Linked DNA regions of Mus musculus: all the other regions are linked to region 1. Evidence: chromatin contacts called from public Hi-C data. All regions are on one chromosome and are shown on one strand. The core of a region is the stretch at or near the end of the contact, and the rest is flanking DNA. Distances in the headings are between cores, read along the strand shown. Region 1 holds the start of Jag1 (jagged 1). Region 2 has its middle 39 kb from the start of Gm39944. Region 3 has its middle 59 kb from the start of Gm39944. Region 4 has its middle 20 kb from the start of Gm39944.

Region 1 (2,700 bases), core at 23-2,522:
TCATCTTGTCCAGGTCCAGCTGTAGTCTGGACTCTCAAACTTGCCACCCCCAAAGCCTCTCAACTTAGTGCCAAGTTTCAAGTGGCATTAAATCCTTCTCAAGGCAATATAGGGCTCGGCCCCGCGTTCGACTCTGTCGGTGTGTCGCTCACTCACCGGCCAGGCGAAACTGAAAGGCAGTACGATGCGATTACGGTCGTTGCCACGGCTGGCCTTGAGATTGAAGGTGTTACCCCCGATGACAGGCGTAGACCCTGAGCCGAAGCTGCAGGGTCCCCCGGCAGTGACGCGGGACTGATACTCCTTGAGGCACACTTTGAAGTACGTATCACACTCGTCGCGGGTGCACTTGCGGTCGCCAGGGTTCCGGACTCCACCACAACAGTTCCCATTCTGTAGCTCTCCATTCACGTTCTGCATGGACAGGATCTCCAGCTCAAACTGACCCGAGGCCCCGCACACCTGCCAGCGAGGAAGGAAGGTCAACGCATGAGAAAGTTTTCTCTGAAGGTGGAGGTGGAGACTCCTTGACACCCCCCACCCCCAATACACACACCCCAGGCTGCCAAAGATCCTCGGTGGCAAGTGAAAATAATTTTGCAAAAACTAGGTTTAGGGCTCAACCTGGTTTGGGGGCATAAAAAACACAAGTGCGGGAAAACTAAGACAAGTGCCCCGAAGGACCGTGAGAACGTAATGATCGCATTTTGCCCAGCCTGGAGGAGTTTATCTTTCGAGGCCAGGGGCTCCCCTCTGGGGAACCAGCGTTCCCTCACCGGGTGCTGCCTCTCGGGTGAAAAGTCAGGGTCAGGGAGCCTTGTACTCAAGGGCTCCGGAACTTGCACTGGGAGCCACAGCCGCTCCCGTCCAGAACGCCACGAGGGAAGGGAGAGGACCGCGGGGAGCAAGAGCGGGAGAGAGACTCCTACCTTGGCTCGCAGGGCACAGAGCAGGGCGAGCAGAAGACTCAGGGGGCGCCCGGGCCGGCCGCGCGTCCGTGGGGACCGCATCGCTGCGCCGCGCGCCACGGGCACTCCGGACGCCGCCGCCGCTGCTAGCGCTGGTGCTCCCGCCGAGGCTGCCGTCGTCGCTGCCCCCGCGGCCGCCGCGTCCCGGCTCTAATATACTCCGTGGATTGGAGCATGCACGACTGGAAAACAACACTACTTTTCAAAAGCCCTTTCAAGAGCCGCGCGTTCCAGAAGGCAAAGAGCCCGGCCTCCTTTTATTATTCTGATCGCTTCTTTGAGGCGCTCCCCCCTCTTCCACCTCTCGGCTTTCTTTCCTTCTCTCGCGCTCCCCTTCTTTTATTATTATGATTATGCGCAGCCTTTTATTCCCTTTCAGATCAGCTGCATGAAACGCGGGGAGGGAGGGGAGGAAAAAAAAAAAAAAAACCTGAGCCTAGCTCGCCGGCCGGCTGCAGGTAACACAATGACGCGTGCCCGCCTGGCTCTCGAAGGGACCCGGAGCGCCGGTCTGGGAGCCGGGACTCCGGCTGGCCACCTCTTCTCAACACGCGGAACAAGGCGCATGCGCGATTGTTAATATTCATAAGGGGCGTGCCATCTATTGGGCACGCCCCTTTCCTCCGGGTTGTTGGGGAGGGGAGAAATTGAGAAGGGGTTGGAAGTTGCGGGACGGACCGGGTGGCATGGCCGCCCGAGGGGCCCCCACACGCAGATCAGTGTCCCGGGGAGCCCGGGCCAGGAGAAAGGAACCTGGAAGGACCGTGGAGGAGCCCATGGCTCTGAGAAGCCCAGAGCGCCTCCGCTGGACCGCCCCCTCGGTGCACGGCCTGGGCTCCCTTGCAAGCCCCAGGTGTAGGCGCCGCGGTACGGCCGGAGCAGTTGGGGCGGGCGGCTTCCGCCTTCGGAGCCGCCTGCGTCAGCTGCGGCTTTTGCCCCGGGGAGGAGGGCCTGCCCGCCGGGAACCCGGGCCGCTCCCAGCAAGCGAGCCCAGAGCCCTGTGCTGGCGGCGGCGAGACTGGCGCGCTCGCCGCCGTCTCCTCGCCCCGCAGAGGCGACCTGGGCAGACTCTGCTGGGAACTTTGAAAAACTTTCCCGGAGTCAGACTTGCCGCAAACTCGAGGGAAAGCCTCGGCCGCGCGCCATCCCTTCCCAAATCCATGTCCGTGGAGCCTCGGAGGGGCTCCCAGCGTCCTTTCCAGACCGCGCCGGGGCAGAGGCGTGGGGGAAGCAGGGGGAGTGGCCGGCGGGCACCCGGGGGCTCAGCCCGGACTTCGGGAAGGGCTTTCTGAGACGCCGAGGGCTCCGCCAGCCTCCAGCCCGGGCGCAGTGGCGGGACTGCACCTGTAGGCGGCCTCCGCGCTGCTCTCTGGGTGGCGAGACGCGGCCTGAAAAGAACCTAACCGCTGTCGTGGTCCACAGAACTTGGCTTCTCCTGGGTGGTGGTGGAAACCGATGCCATTTTCCACCTTGAGGCAGGCCTCGCAATTAGCAGCGACACTCCTGGTCATAATCAAGGTCAAAGGGAACCCAAAGGCTGGCTGAAGTCTCTGCCAGCTCCACTCCAGGCGGGTTTAAACGGAGCTCTTTAGGAAAACAGATTTCCATTAAAGGACGAAAAGGGTTTCTTAACTTGCGTTGAGCCTGTCCTGAAGAAAAGCTCTGATTTTTCCGAGATTGCTTTAGCGCCTCAACCCTTCTAGACATCAGGGCATGATGGGTAAAGGGAAAA
Region 2 (2,700 bases), core at 92-2,591, 110 kb after region 1:
GTATGTATGTGTATATATGTATGCATGTGTATATATGTATGTATGTGTATATATATATATATATATATATATATATATATATATAAAAAACTTGTTGAGTCCATATACTGTTAACCTGTGTATGTTTTCAGGGATGACTATGTAGCACTGGACAACCAATTGGTGTGCTCTTCCCTCCAGAGGGTTACCTCCTATCCTTTTAAAAAGCAATGTTTTTAAATACCAAAACAATCAATAATGCCCATATTGTCATAGGTGAGGGGGAAAACAGTCGAACATGGGAAAAACCTACCAGGGACCATGTCCCTAAAAAAAATGACTACTACCACCCCAACCATCAACTGCTAATAGCTCCTCAACTAGGGGTCAGGGCTCATGAGTCCTTCCCTCTCATACAGGAATGACTGGCTTGATCTTATGTCTGTCTTTTGTTTTTTTTGTTTTGTTTTGTTTTGTTTTGTCTTTTTTTGGGGGGGGGGGTCCGAGACAGGGTTTCTCTGTGTATCCCTGGCTCTCCTGGAACTCACTTTGTAAACCAGGCTTGCCTCGAACTCAGAAATCCACCTGCCTCTGCCTCCCGAATTCTGGGATTAAAGGCATGCACCACCACACCTGGCTTCTTATGTCTGTCTTATGCAAACAGTCATACTTATGTCTGTCTTATGCAAGCAGTCATAGCTGCTGTGAATGCATGAACTCACATCCATGTTGTTGGGGGATGTTACTGTGCACTGTGCATCCATGTGCTGATTTATGTCCCCAGAGATCTAGTTATGGTTGGGACTTTGGTATGATGCAGTATTTTATACAACATTGTTCTCCATTACCTCCTGATTGGTTAAATAAAGGGCTAAATAGCCTATAGTTTGGCAGGAGAGGATAAGTCAGCACTTCTGTGCCCTGAGAATAAGAGAGGGTCTCAGGTGGGACCAAGCATCAACATCAGGACACAAATGAAAAAGGAAGTGCCAGCGAGAGCCCAAAATGGCAGCTATGTGCCTGGGAAGTAGGTCAGGTCAGCATTGTCAGGTTAGAGTAGCTCAGGGTCTGCCCAGCAATAGTGCCTTGAAGCTTTTAGTAACTATATCTCTGTGTCATTATTCAAAGTAAAGGAGTACCTAGAAAAGCCCTTACCTTTTCACCTCGTCATGTCCAGGAGCCCTTGCTTAACTGCAGTCCACCAAACCTCTGCTTCTTACAATCTTTTTGTACCCTCTTCTGCTATGTTTTCTGTGCATTAAGTGCTGCAAAAAGAAGCCTCACCGATGGTGAGGGTTGATAGCTACACAAATCTATGTCACTTCCTACCTCTGCAGTAGCTGAGACTTGATTATGTGGTTGATTAAAACTACAAGGAAGGCCGGTAAATATGACTCATTTGTGTTGAAGGGTGGAGGTGGAGGAGGGGGGAAGGGGAAGTGGTTAGTTGAACACCTGGCTGGACCACTACAGGAGAAGGTACACCAGAACAAGGTTTCAGGAGTTAGTGTGTGAAATTAGAGTTAGAAGGCAGCTTAAAAAGACAAGGTCATTATTAAGACACCAAGACACGTATGCACATTCCTGCGGTGTGAGTCAGGAATCTGAAGAAGAATTTGGAGAGACATTTAGGAGAAAGTGGGCCCTTTGGAGTCAGTAGGACTTTAATAAGAGGAGACACGAGTGAAGGGCAGGAGAAAGTTGTAGGCCTTGGGAGAACCGGGTTTGTTTGCTTGTTTAACATCGTGGCCTCTAGTGGAACCTAGAGCTGATGCCTTAGTGTAGGACGGCCGTGTTAGTGCTGATCAGAATAATGTACCCCTTAGGGCTACACTAAAGAGCTGTGCTCTCTGCCTCATTTGCACTTTCAAAATATGCACATACATGTGTGGGCCAGAAAAGGCTGCACTCAGAACATGCATTCTTCTGTGAACTTTAGGTAATTGCACAAGCAAACAGGAAGTTGCGTAGGTATGCAGGCAGTGGCCTGTTGGAGAGGTGTGTGTTGGCACAGGCAGGAGTGTGCCTTGTCTGTTTACATATGATTTTAAAAGTTTTTCTTTTTAATTTTTCTGAGGGAAGGAAGGGAGAGCAAGCCTCTAGGCGTCTGCTTCCCTAGCTGTGGCTATCATTTGTCCTTCTCAAGGTTTCTTTATAGGAAGGGCCAAATTCAGGGCTTGTTCGTGACTGTAAGAAAAAGAAGTCCTTTGCAGGCCATGTGGGAACACAAATTCTGGGCTGCAGAGCAAACTGGTTTGAGTGCCTGCTAGCTCTGTGTGGGGCTTTTGTCCAAGGTGGAACTAATATATAAATTCTTCCTTTAAAGTGCTCTTTACTGTGATGCGTGTTTTCTAGTTTTCCTCCTATGGCCTGGGTTCCCCGGTTTTTCTTCGCCATATTCTTCCTCCAGGTGTTCCACTGATGTTCCTTTGAGCTTGCGCTTAATCAGTGTTCTACAAACTCACCTGCTGTCCGGTAGAACAACCACTGTGGGGATGCTCTGGGTCTGCACTGAACAACACCAAGGCTCTGGCCATGGTGGCCATTAAGTAAGTAGTACATGGCTGGTAAACTTGAAAAAAAAAAAACTAGGTTTTAATTAAATTTTATTTTATTTGAGTTTAAGTAGTCATATGGGGCTAGAGGCGGCCATGTTTTACAGCATAACTCATGAAGAGTCTTCAAGGGTTTTTCTCCTACAGAGTCAAGCCCATTGATCCT
Region 3 (2,700 bases), core at 160-2,659, 88 kb after region 1:
TGACTTACCTATGTTCTGTGATATAGTGTGATGAGCTGAAATCATTTAGACATTTAGACTCTTTAGGTGTTTATGTGGAGGAGTTATGCACCAACTTACCTATGTTCTGTGATATGCTATAATCACTTAGACATTTAGATATTTCTTCTCCACATAAACACCTAGAGAATTGATACTTATTTCAGTGTTAATGCTGATCTGACAGAGTACACAGTAGACCCTCTTTAGGTATATACATTTCTGTTTGGGCTTTTCAGTTGTAATCAACAGAAACATTAACCTATAGTAGCTAATACAAAAGACAACCTTCATAGGTGAGAGAATGGATCTACCTTTAGGATGGTAGCTCAAGGTTTATGAGCATCTCAGGAATCCATTCCCTCCACTGGCCTTCATTGCTCCATTCTCCGGACCTTCCTTTGTACTGACAAATGGCTGCAGGATCTTTGGGCTTCCATCCTTAAAACTCCAAGTCCAATGGAAGTCAGAAGGCAACTTTGACTATTTCTGAATTGATCATTATGGTAGGGATTTCACACTTGTCTAAGCTAGGCCTAGACACATGTACCTTGTCCTGTCATGTGGGCTGAGGGTAGCGAACCAAATGGTACCCAGACTACTCTTATTCATGTCACTAGAGGGGGGAAAATTGAGGGGGTACACATTACAATTTTGGATAGCTTTCTTAAAGATGCCTCAAGTCACACCCTCAGTACCTACAGTGTTTGTAAGTTCCAGCCCCCACACAATCTGAAGACACTAATCTTCTCAGCATTTGAAGGTTCAGTGGATACAATGCTTAAGAATAGTGGCTCTTAATTTGATATCTCAAATGTACTCTCTCATGTGCTTAGCCAATGTTTGCATTTCTTTTCAGTGAACCCTGTTCTGTGAAAGACAGTAATATATTTTGGTTATAATTCAATAGGGTTATCTTTTTTTTTATTCGTGGTAGCTCTTTATTTCTTATGGAGATTAGGACTGTGAGTTCCTAGTAAGACCTCACTGCAACCCAGTGTGCCACCTGCCAAAATAATAGGCGTTAAAATCACTGGACATGTGAATGAATAAATAATGAAGTGCATGAATGAATGCGCTAAGAGGGTTTTTTGTTTGTTTGTTTGTCCTTTTTTTTTTGTGTGTTCAAAAGGTTTCAGAGGAGCGCTCTGCTCCTCAAATACTTTTCTTGAAGATTTGCCATAAATGTCTCAGGAAGCCTTTTTTTAAGTGGCGAGGAGCACGTGGTTAGGTTGGGAGGAACAGTGTTCTGCACTGCCCTTCAGAACTGCCCTCTGTGCTCCCCCTGGGTTCCTCATCCTGTTGATAGGAGCAAATGGCCTATGAGGGTGACTCAGCCTCACAAGCTCACATCCCATCCCTTTGAAGTGTCAGCCCTGGAGCCCTGTGAGGCTCCCATCAGCCACTGGAGTCAGCCAGCCTAGTCAGCACACTGCCTGGCTAAACATCCATGCAGGATCTCATAGGAACTTGAGAATCATTGTTTTTGGCTGGAATCCTGGGTTTGAGGTTTCTTCATGTACGGACTCTGAAAAAGGGATTTGGAAACATTGTCCTCCCTAATCCCAAAGTATGTACTGGGGAGGCTGTCTTCCTTGATACACACCCAATAACTCGGGCAACTGAGGCCATTTCACATGCGAGCATTCATCCCTTTGGTTAAAGTTCACAGACACCAACGCAGCAGACAGGATACCTGGACACTAATCCCAGATTTGCTGGATAAGTCACATTCACCCTTTCAGTTCCATTTTCCTCCACTGAAAGCATGACGGTTAGGATCAACCATCCCTATGTCCTTGCTAGCTCTGTAATTCTGACTGGAATTCTGAATTCTGCTCTGCCACCTACAGTGTGTCCCAGGAGCTTTGTCCATTAGTCATGAGAATGTCAACATCTGGGTAAACAGATATTTTGGGGGTCAGCTCTATAAAGCTCAGCTGTACCGATCACGTGTTGATCTTGGCACACAAAGAAGCCTGAGTAGGGTCGTGTCAAACATTTTACCACGCTTAACTGCTGAAAGAGAAGCCAATCATGTCAACCTGGGTAAGCCACTTGGGATGAGGAGCACTGGGCTAAGTCTCATGGCACAGATGACCTCCAAGAAAAGTGGTGGGGATGGGGGGAAGGGGAGAAATCTGGAAGTAGACCTAGAGATCTTAAAGAAGTTACTAGTGTCCACATTGTAAATGGCTTCTGATACTATGTCAAAGCTACATTCTCAGACAACAGGGAATGCCGTAAATAGATCCACTCAGCTATCCAAGCATAGCAGAATAAAACGAAAAGAAAGCCAAATTAAACAGGCTCAGTCAATGCTTTGAGTGAGAATGTTAAGTATTGCTCATGCCTGCAGAATGGGCGGTCTCTCTTCAGAGCACTTGTGAGGAACTCCTTTGGGGACACCAGGTCCTGTCCTCTCTTTGGAGTCTCATCTGCAGAGGAAGACAAAAGGCAAAGCTCCCTTTGAAGAGGGAGGTCTTGTGCTTTGGAAAACTCAGGGTTGGTTCCTTGTTACTTTAACTGGCATTGGTTTTAAAGAAAAGTGTAGTAGGTTCCAAGATCACTTGATGTAGAATCTTCAGATGACTGAGAATTATAACATTATGTTACAATATCCCTCTCTGCCATTTTCTCCTAACTTCAAACTCATAGAAAATTCATAAGAATTCTACAATT
Region 4 (2,707 bases), core at 146-2,645, 130 kb after region 1:
AGGGGCGGGCTTATGTGCTCACCTACCCTTTCCACGTTTGGGATTTGGTCTAGTTTGGGCTTCTACAGGTGTTGTGTGGTTTTTGTCATTGCTATAAGTTCATATGTGCAGTTGCCCTGTTATGTCCAGAAGAGAATGTTCCACATAATTAACCATAGCCTCTGGCTCTTACATTCTTTCTGTCCCTCTTCCATAATAATCTCTCAGCTCTCTGTATGTGTATGGTGTGTGATGTTCCCTTTAGGGCTGAGTAGTCTACAGTCTATTATTCTTTACATTTTAGCACGTTGTAGGTTTCTATGTTCAGCACCATCTACTGCAAATGGAAGTTTCTCAGATGAAGGCTGAGAAACGCATTGATCTATAGGTATAAATACTATGTCCATTTAGCAGCATAATAGTATGTAATAGGTTCTTACCCAAGGCTTATAATCTGTCTTTTAAGTATCCCAAATACTTTGAAAAAAGGACATGGTCTATTCTCACAAAGTTACCACCCACCAGTTTGAACATTAAACAATGAGTAAATAAACAAAGAAATAATTATTGTCCAATATATTAGAGTAGAAATCAGCCCAGAGAACTGAAGGAGACTTGGGTAGTAGAAGATATTTAAGGGCTCAGTCTTTAGGTCCTGGTTTATTTGAAGCACATTCCATAGAAACCCCACCTACCTGTTCAGTCCCCTACATCCTGTGACCCATGAGCCCTTTGTAAATCTTAGCACTGGATCCTATGGGTTGCAGATAACATATTTTAGCATTCTATTTTGCATTGTTACCACCCAGGCAGGCTCAATGCTTATTGTATCAAAAGTATGTTTTAGGTGTTTCTCTTGCAATTTTAAATAAATGTGACTTACCTCCTCAACAAGTAGATGCCTGCTTTCAATTATTTATTTGTGTTTACATAATGCATAACTATGCCAGAGGCACATAGTAGGTGTTCAACAAAGAATTCTTAAATATAATTGAATTTCCTGGTAGCTGAACAACTAGACAGACTGGTGGATAGATATAAATTAGTAAAGCAGATTTGAACCATGTGTTGATCATTGAAAAGTTGTTTCATTTTTAGCCAAGATAAATGCTTTTTTAATGTGTAAAGAAATCTATAATTTTCTGTGCTTTGAATTAAAGCTCCCACTTCCCAGGTTTCCTACCTGCTTCTGGCTGCTCTTAATGAGCTAATTTACCCCACTGAGGCGAGAGATTTCCTCTTGGGAAAGGGTTTAGATGGGCCTCTCACATCCAGGGCCCCAGAGCGGTTCCTTACAGGGCTTTAAACACTCTGAATGTATTTAATAGAGAAGCCAAGAAACAAATCTGTTGTTTTAGCTTTAGTCCTCGAGGCTCAGCGGCTCGGTTTTCCTTCCCCTTTGATCATGGTCACTGGAGTGGCAGGCCTGGAAACTGCCAAGAAGGGCTGGCTCTCTTTAGGAAGCCTGGGCAGGGGACCCACCCAGCTCCACACAATGAAAATAAAGTTGTCAAGCCTTTGAGGTGGCTGTGAAGATTAATTCTTCCTGGGCAAATTGGTAAGACATTTACATTTTTGGTTTTTTTTTTTTCTATTCATTTTAAAAGAGCGTTGATGAATGTGATAAGGAAGCCCTGGTTGGAAGGGAAGATTCGGGAGCATTTTCCATTGCCCAACTGGGTGCTCGATGTTCACCACGAAGCTTGGCCTGGGAAAGTGAACCTGCCCTTCTAATTAAGGACAGAACCATCAGGGGACCACTGGGGTGTATGTGTTGTAGGGTGTGGCTGTCACAAAGCACATGCTTTTGTTGTCTTAGAGTGTAAGCCTCATGAGGTAGGAGGTCTGCAACAGCTTTCTAGAACTTGACATCTTCTCCGTACACAGTTCAGTCCTCAGCTGCTGCCATAATCTTCCATCTGCTCTGTTATGGGTTTGTCAGCTCCACTGCATATTGCAATGGGACACGCAATATTTTATTATGCGTATATTTGAAGCCATTACCATCCTCCCTCAAGTCAAACACTGTTTGTTGTGGGTCACAGTGTTTGAGCAAGTCTTGGGTCACACTCTAGCCTCCAGGAGTCCAGGAAATGGAAGCAGTGTGAAGTATCTTTCTCTCACATTGCAGAAATTTAATTCATAGGGGGAACATCTGCCAACCTTACTGAGGGGATGTTCGTAATACTTCAAAGTCATAAAGACCCATGTGAATGATTTTTGAAAAAATGGAGCTGTAGACCAAAAATCCAACCCAAATTAAACCAAAACAAGCTCTGCACTATCACTAAGAATCAGCCAGGCATAGACATGGATCAGTTGAGAAAGGTGGGTGTTTTACAGTCATTTGATGTGGGAGGGGGATTTCTTGGGGAAATCAGAGAATTGCCTTTGGATTCATTTGATGGAGCAGCCCTGTCTTTGTATCTACTTTGCTCAATAAAGAGCCTGTGGAATGGTGAGGGATGGAACCAGGTTCGGATTCTTTTGTGGACGTCTCTGTGTCACCTTGGGTATATTTTTAATTCTTGTTCAATTAGCTGCACTGTAGTATTGGAGTTATTGCACTTCGCTAGTGGAATCCTTTCAGGTTGTAAAGATCAAAGAGAGGCTCAGGTTACACGGGTGATCGGGGATTACTGCAGTAATGCAGACACTTAAGGAAATGTGCCAAGTGATCACCACACAGGATACAGCAGCCCTTCCCAAGGAGCCCTGCATATTTATG

What was found. A called contact is a pair of places that touch in the nucleus more often than the background predicts.
Region 2: a contact with region 1 is called in a Hi-C map of group 2 innate lymphoid cells, with 3 times the contacts expected there. The contact joins the enhancer-like site here to the promoter of Jag1 in region 1. A contact is called at or near these places in 2 of 39 promoter capture datasets (both in the 3T3-L1 cell line), 4 of 484 Hi-C or Micro-C datasets (group 2 innate lymphoid cells, nephron progenitors and pancreatic cancer cells) and 1 of 115 datasets of contacts at active chromatin or transcription factors (embryonic stem cells).
Region 3: a Hi-C map of adipose-derived mesenchymal stem cells shows a contact between it and region 1, with 2.6 times the contacts expected there. The contact joins the enhancer-like site here to the promoter of Jag1 in region 1. A contact is called at or near these places in 4 of 39 promoter capture datasets (the 3T3-L1 cell line, 3T3-L1-derived adipocytes and the HPC-7 cell line), 8 of 484 Hi-C or Micro-C datasets (3T3-L1-derived adipocytes, the Ba/F3 cell line, adipose-derived mesenchymal stem cells and 4 more) and 1 of 115 datasets of contacts at active chromatin or transcription factors (neural progenitor cells).
Region 4: a contact with region 1 is called in a Hi-C map of uterus, with 4 times the contacts expected there. The contact joins the enhancer-like site here to the promoter of Jag1 in region 1. A contact is called at or near these places in 5 of 39 promoter capture datasets (the 3T3-L1 cell line, cranial neural crest, frontonasal cranial neural crest and 1 more), 7 of 484 Hi-C or Micro-C datasets (the AML12 cell line, cranial neural crest, nephron progenitors and 2 more), 3 of 115 datasets of contacts at active chromatin or transcription factors (craniofacial prominence, embryonic limb bud and embryonic stem cells) and 1 of 9 other capture datasets (adipose tissue).

The regions. Positions count from the first base shown.
Region 1 is chr2:137,115,248-137,117,947 of GRCm38.p6, forward strand. Jag1 (jagged 1) reads right to left here and starts at 1,273. Exons shown (of 26, transcript NM_013822.5): 1 at 930-1,273; 2 at 157-462. The coding sequence starts at 1,010.
Region 2 is chr2:137,223,505-137,226,204 of GRCm38.p6, forward strand. No RefSeq gene overlaps it. Among named protein-coding and RNA genes, the nearest start is that of Gm39944, 39 kb to the right of the region's middle. Within about 2 kb of position 1,342, at least 25 of the 459 cell types and tissues checked have an H3K27ac peak or open chromatin away from gene starts, as enhancers often do. A contact at or near this core is called in group 2 innate lymphoid cells, where this site is marked.
Region 3 is chr2:137,203,237-137,205,936 of GRCm38.p6, forward strand. No RefSeq gene overlaps it. Among named protein-coding and RNA genes, the nearest start is that of Gm39944, 59 kb to the right of the region's middle. Within about 2 kb of position 1,410, at least 40 of the 459 cell types and tissues checked have an H3K27ac peak or open chromatin away from gene starts, as enhancers often do. A contact at or near this core is called in adipose-derived mesenchymal stem cells, where this site is marked.
Region 4 is chr2:137,242,761-137,245,467 of GRCm38.p6, forward strand. No RefSeq gene overlaps it. Among named protein-coding and RNA genes, the nearest start is that of Gm39944, 20 kb to the right of the region's middle. Within about 2 kb of position 1,396, at least 17 of the 459 cell types and tissues checked have an H3K27ac peak or open chromatin away from gene starts, as enhancers often do. A contact at or near this core is called in craniofacial prominence, embryonic limb bud and uterus, where this site is marked.